2 separate regions of the Rattus norvegicus genome follow, and region 2 is linked to region 1. A link is a contact called in public Hi-C data. All regions are on one chromosome and are shown on one strand. Each heading gives the region's core, a stretch centred on a gene start, on an enhancer-like site or on the middle of the called end of the contact. The rest is flanking DNA. Distances are from core to core; before and after follow the strand shown. Region 1 holds the start of C16h10orf71 (similar to human chromosome 10 open reading frame 71). Region 2 overlaps Tmem273 (transmembrane protein 273).

What was found. A called contact is a pair of places that touch in the nucleus more often than the background predicts.
Region 2: a Hi-C map of the A7r5 cell line shows a contact between it and region 1, with 2.2 times the contacts expected there. The contact joins the enhancer-like site here to the promoter of C16h10orf71 in region 1. A contact is called at or near these places in 2 of 12 Hi-C or Micro-C datasets (the A7r5 cell line and psoas muscle).

Annotation. Positions count from the first base shown.
Region 1 is chr16:7,940,671-7,946,751 of GRCr8, reverse strand. It overlaps C16h10orf71 (similar to human chromosome 10 open reading frame 71), which reads left to right and starts at 2,196. Exons shown (of 5, transcript NM_001419656.1): 1 at 2,196-2,467. LOC102547142 (a long non-coding RNA gene) reads right to left here and starts at 1,878. Exons shown (of 4, transcript XR_005494704.2): 1 at 1,683-1,878.
Region 2 is chr16:8,068,042-8,074,122 of GRCr8, reverse strand. All of the region lies in intron 1 of Tmem273 (transmembrane protein 273), which reads right to left. Among named protein-coding and RNA genes, the nearest start is that of Tmem273, 15 kb to the right of the region's middle. Within about 2 kb of position 2,607, at least 9 of the 93 cell types and tissues checked have an H3K27ac peak or open chromatin away from gene starts, as enhancers often do. A contact at or near this core is called in the A7r5 cell line, where this site is marked.

The sequences.
Region 1 (6,081 bases), core at 947-3,446:
CACGAAGCTCATGGCTCCTGGGCTGGAAGGCAGTGGTCACTTCTCCTTGGCCAGACCCCAGGAACCATGCCAGCTCTGGGCTATGCAGACCCTGTGTTCTTGGTCCAAAGCCCAACTGTTGTCTTTGCTAAGGATGTTCAGCGTGTGTGTGCCCATGGAAACTAATACGGATGTGGGATCCATGGCTTGTGGAAGCTTTTCCTGGGGCAGGTGGATTCTGGGGTGGTCGCTGTGGTCTGGTTAGCTTGCTCAGAGGTTCTTGCTAGATGGACGCCCCATTTTTCTCTCCCAGCTTTGTTGACAAAGCTGCTCATCGCTCCTGCCCACCCCCCCTGAAGGTTCTCCTGGTCTCTTGTCAGTCAGCCACGTCAAGTAAACAGTATCAGCTCTTGCCTCGGAGCGCAGGTCACTGTTTCTGTGATCCCAGACCAGACATGACGTCATGCTGGCCACCTGTGAGGCATTAAGAGCGACTCTGACAGAGGAGGGCAGGGACGAGAGCTGGGAAGTCAGAGGCTTCGCCGAATGCTCCAGCTCTCGTTGCTCACTCAACCAAGGCAAATTCCACAGATGTGAGGTTTAGCGATTGGTGTCGTCTAATGTTGGGATGGAGTGACGCTGGCCGTGTACAGAAGGCAAGGGACTATGAATTTGCTTGTATGTGTAATGGGGGAAAAGATCACTAAAATATCAAATCTATGGTTGTCTTTGGCATTGCTTAATAGAAAGCTCTATTTTTTTTTAAAAGCAAGTTGGACTAAGTTTTATATAAAGGGAATTAACAAATGTCACAAAAATCGCAAAAAAATAGTAAAAACATTGCTGATACTTGGGGATCTTATCAATATACAATCTTGTATATATCTGAATTCCTTTGACCTTTAACCCCCACAGAGCAACAGGTATTCGTTCCAGTTTATACATAGGTTAAATTGAAGCTTAGCTAGGAAGAGTGTTTGGCTGTCATTAGCTAATGGAATCAAGGTTGCCTGAGCCTCTGTAATGTTCTCATTCCAATTTCAAGTTGGTACCAAGATATCTTGGCTGGGATGGATAATGCTAGAAGATTCATTCTGGGTCTTCTTCAAACCATCTCTGTGTGCAGAGCCAGGAAAGTATAGCTGTGCCCACCTCAAGGTCTGATGTTCACAGACTGAGGTTCAAGGATAGGACAGAGGTGGCTGCCCTTGAGGTGCCCACAAAGTCAGTTCACAAATAGACCCAGAAGTATAGTACTCTGCAGGGCTATCCCTAGGGCGTTGAGGAGCCCTGTATCTGACAGGACTAGGTAACTTTAATCATTCGAGCCACAGACCAAGGGAGCACAAAGGGGGTCTTTAGTCACAAGAGAAGACATTCTTGCATTGAATCTTGACAGTAAGGGAGCTTTCATGGGACCAGCTTGAGGAAGGTGAGGAGAGCAATTGGGAGCTAGCACAGCACAGGCTGAGAAGAAGAAGAAGGTGATTGAGGGCCATATAGAGGTAGGGAAGATGACCCCCAGGCCAACCTAGGAAGCAGCTATAGAGAAGGCAGGTGTGAACTTATCTTGGGACTTTGGGGGAGGAAGCAGAAGTCCTTCCCAGAGAAGGAGAGGGAAGCCCTGGGCTGACAGAAAAGGTTTGTCATTTGGTGCTGAGGTTTTGCAAACAACAGGGCCAAGTTGTCGAGTGGACACTTACCTCGAATCTTCCCTGATTATTTCACATCCTTCTGCACCTCTCTCCTTGAAAAGATCAGCCTTCCCCAGCCTGTGGCTGGCAAATTATCTTGCTCCAAAAGCATGGCACAGTATAGCTCCTTACTCGAGGAATGCAGGCTGTGGTTGTCCAGAGCCGATGATGAAACAGGCTATTTCTGCTCTGGGACATCAGCAGGCCTCCAGCACTGGCTCCAAGGCGTATGCTATCATGTTCCTAGCGTTTCTTAAGACAAATGTTTTCCTTCCCATCTTGAGATATTTTTATTCGAATCTAGGTTCTGGGATAGCCTAGGAAATCACTCTGAACTGAGGCTCGAATCGTGGTGAGGGTCCAGCTAATCAGCAAACAATTTTCACTCCCCAAGTTATCTATTACTCGTGGCTGATCTGGATGTAAAAATAGCCTCTGGGGCTGTTTGTTTAATCTGACTGTTACTTGACACCACGCGGGTGTTAACTGCAGAGCTAGCTGACTGTTTGCCTCTTCCCCACTAAGAGCACCGTTTGGTTTCCCCGGGCCAGTCTCTGCTTGGGTAAGCTTCTGAGACTTCCATGTCTAGCAGCTTTTGGCCACTGATTTTTACTCAAGTAGGTAGCCTGGTGAGGCTCGGGCAATCTGAGTGCTGAATCCTCTTTCCTCTCCTCTCTGGGCAGCCTGGCTGAGGGGGAAGAAGTTTGGGCAACTGGGCAGAGCTGTGCACCCTCCGGATCCTGGGAAGGCCTGTGGAACCAGCAGCTGGGACACTTGCACGGAAAGAACAGAAGGTACAGTTAACACAGTTGAGGGAGTCTCAAGCCAACGGTAGCAGGGTGTCAGCTCTGGGAGGGGTCTAAGTGTGAAAGTGTGCAGCCTGGTGTCTTCGGGGTAAGGGCACACTGAACGCTTGGGGTCTTAGAGGTCGAGCGTGTCCTGTGGGCCATGAACAGAAGATTTAGAGCATACGTGTGTGACTTTGTCCTCCCACGGACCTGTCAGAGTACTCGGCTCCTACAGGGCAGAGTGAGCACATGTTTGTGGGTGTCTGACCCTTTCGGTGCCAAATGGGACCACCAGGGTCCCTGGGTTTTACAACAGAATTGAAGGGGGGTGATTCCTTTGTCACTCGGCTACCACAGAGAGAGGCGCTGGCCATGGGGACACTTTCTGCCATTCTGACTTACGGGCTTTGAAAACACGTGGGTCTCCAACACAAAGCCCTCAGCAGACTGCCTGTCCTCGTGAACCCCGGGGAGCCTAGCCAGATCCCTACAAGTCAGACTGGCCCGATGGAAAGCCATCCTTTCTTTCCGGATGGAGAAGGATTGGTAAGTGATAAGGACACTTATGAATAGGAATATATGAAAGTTTCATAGAATTGAGAAATATTATTTGGCACTTTAAAAATACCTCTATAAATATAGGAATCAGATGTGCATGTCAAACCACGTCTGCTTCTCCAGTGTTTGGGGACAGTGGTGCCCTGTGACTGGGAGCCTGGATTTGTAAATAAAACTCCATTGGCACCCAGCCCAGCACATTCATTTGCATACAGGCTGGCTGCTTTTACACACCTGCCCGGAGCATGCACAGTGCAAGAATGAAATCAACTGTGTGGTCTTTTGCAGAACAATGTTGTTGACTACTTGTGGGGCACGTGCCCTCAGAGCCGGGTAGAGTTTTAATCCACATACACCCACAGCAGCAACACAGTTCGCACAAGCGGGCCTGATTAAAGTCAAAACGAACACGCAAAAGGACATGAAAGTGAGAAATGTGAGGCATGATGTTGTCGGAAAAGGGTCAGCAGGGAGGGAAGAGGAGCAAGCTGGTGTAGTGAGTGCAGAACTAATCAAAATATATTATGCATGGTCAAAGGATTAAAATTTAAAAACAAGATTAAGAAAGAAAGAAAAAAGGAAAATCTTGGGACAGGCCTGTCATGGCCAGCAGCACCCGGACTCTGAAGTCTCCTCCCCTAGGCCTGCTTGTCACTTGTAGATCACACCGGAAGTGTTTAGTTTTGCCCTGTGGGGTTGAGGGTTACCTTAGCCTTAGAGGCACCAGTTGTGTGGAGCAGCCGACCAGAGTAGATTGTGCTTATTTCGGAGTTTATAAATAGCCGGGTGACCCGAGTCCATCCTGTGTCTGCCTCTAGGTCTCTGAGCTGAGAGCAAGAGCGCCTGCTTGTTTGGATGACCAGAGGCTGGTAGGGACCGGAGCAAATGCTCACATTAAAGAGGAAGTGGCCTGATAAAATGCTAGCTGGCCCAAGGCAGAACCATCAGAGTCTACCAGGACACCAGGCAGCTGGAGCTGTGAGAAGGCAACAGGAAAGGCAGCCTCCTGCCTCAGAGGAAGAGCCCATCTCTTTGGCGGTGGACCTTTTCTCAGTGAGCCTCTGTGCTTCCTGCCTCTCTGCTCTTGACCCGGACTAGCAGGGGGAAGCCCCGTGTTCTGAAATAGCTTACTCCTCCAGTCACAGCCTGTCTTGGTAACTGAGCCCTGCTGTGACACCAAGGTTAGGCTGCCTTCCTTACTGCCTTTTGGGGCTTTAGTCTGTCTGCCCAGGGGTGCTGCACAGGAGAGAGGGGCTTTAAGAGAATGTCCCTGGGGGGATGGTGCATGAGGCTGATGTTCCCTCGAAGATCCAAGCAGGCTAGAGTGTGTCTTGGCTTTGTTTCTATTGGTAAATTTAACCCCATTTCACCAAATCCAGCCAGACTATAGCCCTAATAATTCCATGTATTTGTTTGTCTGTTGTTCCTGCTTGTTGATTTTAAAACATAAACCAGCCTTGAACTCTGAATCCTCTGTCTTTAACCTCCAAAGTGCCAAGTTCCGAGGATACAGGAGTATGCGGCCACGCCCTGCCCATCTTGGGTTTCATTTAGTTAGCTGAGAAAACTCCAAGGGCCTCTTGGCCTCTGGTTGATTCCCAGGGGCTTGCATGACAGGAGTTGATGATAGTGGCTGGTGGGGAAGCCAAGGGATCAATGGAGGACAGAGATCAGGACCCAGTAGGGAACTTGTGGAGTTCGTGCCAGGGTTGAGGTGTATCACACAATGAGGTGCAGTGCCTGTGTGAACCTAGCTGCATATGAGACGAGTACAGTATGGGGAATATACAGCCGCCTGGAGTCATGGGAAGGCAGAGGATATTCTTGGCTCGAGGACCAGCCTCGAGTGGTGGATGGATCTAAGGTGGGGCAAAACACATTCGATAGGGGCCTGAGTAAGCTGACCTTAGAGGAATCTGACAGCAAAAGAGTTTGAAGAACCCAATGTGTATCAGTGCTTCTCCCGGGACTTGGGAGAGCGTTCTCACCCTGCTCTCCAAGGTCCAGCTCAGACGGGATGTGTGCAAAGGACAACATCCAGAAGGGCTCTCAGAAATCCTTCCCAGTGCTTATACCCTGGGCTCTTGGCAGTATACTGCAGTTCTCTACTGTTGTGGTTGTTGTGTTGGTGGCTGTCGTTGTTGATGGTGGTGGTCGTGGTGGTCTTTGGTTTTGGTTTTTTTTTTTCGGTTTTGTGGGTTTGTTTGTTTTGTTTTGTTTTTCTTTGGGAGGTCCCTTCTGCAACTCCTTGGCTAGGTGGAGAGACAGATATCACCTCAGCCACCTTACAGCCTTTGCCCAAAGGAAGGAGGGAGTGCTGGGCCTCAGTCAATGCATCTAAAAGCAGGGTTTCCAAGGCTGTTCGGATCTTTCGCCAGCCTCTCTGCCACAATGGAAGCTGCTCTCACACCGGGTACTGCTGAAGCTCACCTTTGAGGGGCAGGTGATATTGGAGCAGCCCCTTAGCTGGCTGTCCTGAGACTACCAGGCTACAAGGAGCATTGTGTTCGGGGGAGTGGGGGTCAAAACCTAGACATTGGCAGCTCTAGCAAGGTAGGCCAGGCCACCTGTCCTCAGTGGACCAACTAAAGAAATAAGTTCTGGTAAATAAAAGAAATTTAGGCAATGGGGCCACATTGGAAGGACAAACAAAGAGGCCTGGTGATATGCAAAGCCATATTGTGAGTCCTGATATGAAGTTGAAGTTTAAACATTATGTACAAATCCAGCTAGCTCTGTCAGCCCAATGAGAGGCACCTAAGTTTAAAGATAAGGTTTAAAATCATTGACTGGTCACTGTCTAGCTCTGTCCTCTAAGGCAATCTAAGTTATCATAACTGTGTGAAACCTCCCTGAGAGACCAGATCTCCCTCTGGCTGACACTAGGCTTAAGCCTTTCCCTTCTGCTAGCAGGAACTTTCTGGGAAATTTTCAATTCCCTAAGAACCTGCGTTTCAATATTTTGATAGCCAAGAAAGGGCAGAAGTGTCTTTCTCTTTAGAATTCCTTTATTCCTGCCTGAACCATTACAGCACACACACACACACACACACACACACACA
Region 2 (6,081 bases), core at 1,358-3,857, 130 kb before region 1:
GTTTATTTCAGGAAATTCCTATTAAGTTTTTCAGATCATAATAGACTGCAGTTGGCTGAAAGTCTAGAGAATAAAAGTAGCAACAGTAGGGACTTAGACCCGCACACCCACTCGGGCCAGTGACCAACTTAATCTCAGCCTCCTCTCATGCACCTCAGTGGATCTTCCATGGGAGAGAACAGGTGGCTGGGCCCTTCCCACTGAGCTCTCAGGAGGCTGCCTCCTGAGCCCTGACCCCCTAGGGTGAAAGGGAGTGAGGCTCTGCTTGCCGAATGAGCAAAGAGTTTTTCCATTCACCCATGACCACTGACCACCCTCAGTGACACTCAGCACACCCTCAGTGTTCAGCTAGCACTACACAAAGGACAGAGACAGGTTGACTCCATGACAGGCTTCAGCTTGACAGCTCAAGGACTAGGCCTAAACCTCTGTTTCTAAGAACTGGGCAAGCCCAGGCAAGCCCAGCAAGTTCAGGCCTCAGAAGCAAGAATTCCCAACCCCCAGGGACCAGCGATGGTTCTGGAATGTCTCTAGAGATAGAGCCAAGATTAAGATAGAGGTCTGTGGGACTGTGAAAGGCACCCTGGTTTCCAGTCGAGGACACTTGAGCCCCTGAAGGAGGCCTACCTGACTACCGGGAAACCAGGCCAGTCATAGCTGCAGCCCTCCATAGATTTGTGGCCATCAGTCACATAAGGATAACGCTCCATACCCCTCTACAGGTAGAGGATGTGACCACAAGTGATGTAGTCTGAAGACAGATCTCCATTATAATGAGGTACCTAAAGGCCTGGAGGCTTAGCCAAGGACTTTCCCTTCCCAGCCTCTCCTCCCTGCAAAAGGTATTTAATCTCAGGCCCACTCTGAGAAGGGAGGTATAGTTTTACTCATCCACTTTCTGCCATGACAATAAATGTCTTGAAACCATGAACTGCCTCTTTTCATCGGAATCCACTATGGGGAGCCATAGAGAAGGCCTTCACCTACAGAGCCATCTAATCTCCTAAAGAAAGCCTCCTTGCACTCCTAGCAGCGACAGCCAAGCTCAAGCCTACTGTAGTCAAGCCAAAGACAGGACCAGGCAGGACCAACCAAAGCTCCCCCTCTTCCCCACCTCAGCCCCAGGATCCAGTCCCTCGGGCCTGCCCAAGAGCCTGAGAACCAGGCTGCCTCCCCTCCTTGCAAGCCCAGGGACCCCCGAGCCAACTCTGGCTGTGTCCTGTGCCACAGACTGTGCTTCCCCACCCGTGGAGCGGTGTCCAGAGGCTTCCCCACAGCACAACACCTGTCCGGTAAGCACAGTCAACTTCCAACATCCTGCTTCCCTGAGTGTCTTGAGCCCTATGGTGGAGCAGACATGGGGCCCCACCATTAATCCTACAGAGTTCACCTACCCCTCCCCAGAATACCCCTAATATGCTTTAAGTCAGGTCTATGAGCTCACTTTGGGGTCTCTCCATCTTTATAGATGGTAGACCCCAGCATGCTGGACCTCAGCAGAATAAAATGTTCTTTGAGTTTACATACTATTTGGGTCCCGGGTATCATTCTTCAGCAAATCGTGGACTCTTACAGGTCAGCTGGTTTCTATGTTTGGTGGGGAGTGGAGTCATTGTAACAGTTCAGGATTTATTTTTACAGACTGGTTTCACTTCTAATTGTGTGTATACACAGGTGTCTTCATGCATGTGTAAGTCCACATGACTAAGGAGACTAGTAGAAATATCAGTCCTCCTGGAGTTATGAGTACAGGCAGCTATAAGCTGCCTGGATTTGGTGCCGAGAACTAAATTTAGGTCCTCTAGCAGAGCAACAAGTGATGTTAGCCACTGATCATTTATCTCCTCAGCCCCTAGTTTGGAAGTTTTATCTGAGACACTTGACAAGCAAGTGAATCCTGGAGATTCTGAAGCAAATCTCACAGCCTTGTTTGGACTACAGTTCCTTTTGGAAACATACAGATATCTCTTTCCTACAGAAATCTACCCACACAATGTGCACCTGTTCACATGCGTACACACACACACACACACACACACACACACACACAATGACCTTGATTTTCTCTATTGGATGAAACCCCCAATAAGCTCCATTGCACTGACATTTCTTTACATTAAGCCTGCTGCTGCAGCTACACTGAACCACTTGTGGACCTAGGAAAGACCCAGAACTGCACTCACGGGCTACGGGTGAGAGCAGGATTTCTGGCTGACATTCCAACCTCAGAAATGTGTCCCATTCTCCCCTTGGACCAAACTCTTTGCTGACAGATACACCTCTTTCTGTTTGTAGTGGACAGAAGGCAGGGACCATGAACGGCATCCTCTAGGGAGGCCAGGTCCCTAGGGGTCAGCCTGCTTTTAACCCCCAATCATCAACTTCCCAGGTCTCCTCTTTGGGTCCTCGGCTTGGTGAGCGTTGCTCTTAATGGGAACATTTGTTATGAACACAGATGGCACTGACAGGGAAATGAGGACACAGATGAGAAAGCCAGAGGCCTGTATGCAGAGCCAGGAGCAAAACCCGGCAACCCAGAGGCTGTCACTGCAGCTCAGACCACTGGGGAAGAGGGAAGAGAGCATGGAAGGAAGCTCTAACCAACGTCAGAGCCCCAAGCCCTGCCCAGGCCTCCCCAGGTCCCGCCCTAGTTAACAATACGACCCAGGTTCATGTTTTCCTGAACACTGGGATCCTTCTTCTGGGTCCCAAGGCTGGGACTCCTGCCTTGTGGTCAGCTCAGCCTTTGCAGGTCCCTGAGACACCACCCTCTCTGTACTGTGCTTGGATCCCCGCTAAGCCTTGAGGCATTCCAGTAATCTCTGAATCTTCCAGTTTAGGAGATTTCCTTCCTTCCCGCTGAGGGAATTATCTTATGGAGACAAACCTAGTCAGTGGGTGGAGCTGTGCACTAGAGCAATAATTCCTGCTAGCCAGCCCTCTGGCCACTCGGCGGCAGCCTTTCCCCTCCTCAGGGAGAAAAATCCTCCCTATCCGCCCTAGCTCCTCTGCTCTCGCTATCTCACTGGGAGGTCTAGCCCTGCTCTCTAATGAGCCCCTGGGTAAGGATCCATCCAGCAGGCGACCTGCCTCCTGCTAGGGTCACGAGCTGGGGGAGTCCCTCTTGGGCTGTAGAGAGCCTCACCAATCCCCCAGCTCTGCAAAGGCTGGAGGATGGATAGCCCTAGCAGGGCTTGTCTGCCAACAGAGTCATGGAACTGCAGGATGCCTTGCCCTGCACTGGGATGTGTGAGACCCCAGGAGGAAGTTCGAGCAAACCCAGCAGGAGCTTCCGCCCACAAGTTTTGTAGGAGTTCTTGTAATGAGACAGAGCAAAGTACTGGAACCGGCTCTTAAGAGCCTGTGCAGTCCGGACCTGGATGGATATATCATGGCTGCTGTCCCTGAGGCAAATGTCACCTGCTACCTCTAACCCCATGATCCTGGCTGCAACATGCAGGCATGTGCACATGCACATGCATGTGCACGTGTGTGTGCATGCATGCGTGCATGTGCACAGATGTGCACTGTCCCTCATCCCTGTCCCTGATGAGCTGGGTGATGAGGTTGAGCATAACTTCAGCTGCTGCCTTCTAGATGGACTTCCTAAGACCTTGGCACTTTCCGGAGAAGGAGCCCACATAGCCTTCAAGTGTGGATAGGTGGCGTCCTATACACAGGAGCTCTCTTTCAGAGGAACGTACATCAAGGCACTCAATTGTCTCTCCACACCCCATTTGGGTTTAAAGCAGCTTCAGACAAATTTGATGAGGACACAAACACAGCAACCTCTCTGTGCCTCTGCAGCCTGTGGCCCGCTCTGCAGATGGCTCCTGTAAGAGTTTATGGCTCTTGAACTAGAGGTGTAGGTAACTAGGGGTAGAGGACTTACTCAACATGCATGAAGACCAAGTTCTTTGCTGGAACTGAAAAGGGGGGAAAGACAAGAGTAAAGGCCCTATCAAGTAGCCGAGCCTCCCTTCCAGCGGAAGAAGGCAGGGCCACCTCAGGAGAGCCAAGAAGACTGAGCCCACGGCACAGTTTGGACTTGCCCATCTCTGTTGGAATCTGACCCGCAAAAAGCCCATCCCTGGCATCCAGGCCTCTTTGTGCTGTCCACCTGTTGGGTCCACTCGCACTGGGGGCTAACATTCTCTGCCACCTTATTTGGGCAGAATCAGGGTGTGTGATTCCCAGTTGTGGGCTAGTCGGCATGTGTCTTTCTATAAGTATCTGGACTAAAAATAGGGGTGGCCGCCCTAAATGTTTGTCAACCGATGCCTGCCCACACTCATCTTGGTACTTAAACATTGAGGGGTGGGCGGTAGGCCCTAACTTTAGATCTCAGGAATTCTGACATTCCCAGCTAAAGGAAAAAGGCTTCCAATGTCACGAGCAGCATCCACCCTGTCATTAAAGGGTACACACACGAACAGCAGCAGGGTAACCCGAAGTGCCCAGAGATCATGAATTGCCAAAGAGTGACCAAGAGGGCCGGAGTGAGTGTTTGCCACTTGATCCTTTGTAGCATCTTGAGGTTCCTCTGGGGAACCACTTCAGGTGATTCTTGTTGGAGAAGGCTGGCTCCAGGATGGCCTTGAGAACCAACCAGACTGATCACTGACTGAGGGGAGAGTCCTGACACAGGATCATAGAAAACTCAGGCTGTCGAGTGAGGTGGAGAACATGGGATGAGGTGAAGAACTTTAGGGTAGCTGCAGGCAAACCCAGTGAGAGCAAGGAAACAGAGCAAGTCATGATACCCTGATCCGATGTTTCTCGTCACCTCGAAGAATTAGCGCAAAAGCCACCTCCAGAGTCCTCTGGAAAATTCCCATTGGCTCCAGTGGTCCAAGATCACTTCTGATCCCTCCCCAAACCTCCTTCTCCCCTTGTGTCTTGCTCTGTGGCACAGAGGTACCCATAATACTAGAAGAACTCATCCCCCCCCCCCCCCCCGGGGCCAGGCTGATGTCTGAGAACCTTTGCAACTTGGACTCCTATCCTGGTTGGTGGAGAGTCTCAGTAGAAGGCAGAGTCTTGGGATGTCTGACCAATCAGTCCAAAGCAACTCAGCGTGGACCCAGAAGTAGCTCAAAGCCTTGAAGTGATAAGATCAAGTTGATAAAAAGTCAAGCAGGGTTCAACTACAGAGACAAATGTGTGATAACATTGCACACGTGACCCTGAGCCCGTGAAGGGCTACTGAGAGCACCGCCATCTTCTACAATGAACTGTGAGCCCCCAGGAGTCTGGGCTGTGCTGGGGCACGGATGGAACTATGCAGCAGTAGAAAGAACCACTGAGAGGACCCTGGACGTGCAAAATCAAAGAGGCAGTGCAGCCGGGCTTCCCGATACTGTTCGATCCTAAGCCTGGCTCTTTTCCTGGGAGATGGGGGGACTAAAACTCTGGGATGTAAAAAGCGCTCACTAGAGACACAGCTTCCTCCCTCGTTGACCTCGAGGTAAATGCTGCTCTATTCTTTAGATCTGCCCTGTTTGAGTGGTATGAGTGTGGCAGCTCCTTCCCTTCTTGGATGTTCATGAGTAGGTGGGCATCTAAGAAAGCCAGGAAGAGCAGCCCTATCTCTTTCAGCCCCCACGGGCTGTTTGAACTGACCCTGATAATGGCCTGTGTCTGCCATTATGTCATATGCCTCAGCCTTTGTCTCGGTGGAACACTGGGGACAGACTCTCTGGCCTTGGTTTCATGGTCTTTTTACTCCCACTGTCTGCATGGCTTCCAGGGAGGTCTAGAAACTTCTGTGACTTGCAGAAACCTCAGGTGCACTATCGTAAGCCCCCAAACCACCGGAAACAGCTTTCCCCAGGTTATCTTCCTTCTCTCTCATCATGGCCTGATCTTAGCAGCCACATTATCAGTAAACAGGATGTTCCCTACATCCTCCCACAGCTCTTTGTGCCCCAGTCTTTGTCTGAAAGAACCTAGTCAGAGATAGAACTGTATGGGCCAGAACAAGAAAAAAAAAAAAAAAAACACAGTCGAGAAGAGAAAAGTCAGGCAAGAGGACTCCAGACAGCCAGGGCACGATGGCTGCCCGATAGTGCCCAGGGAGCA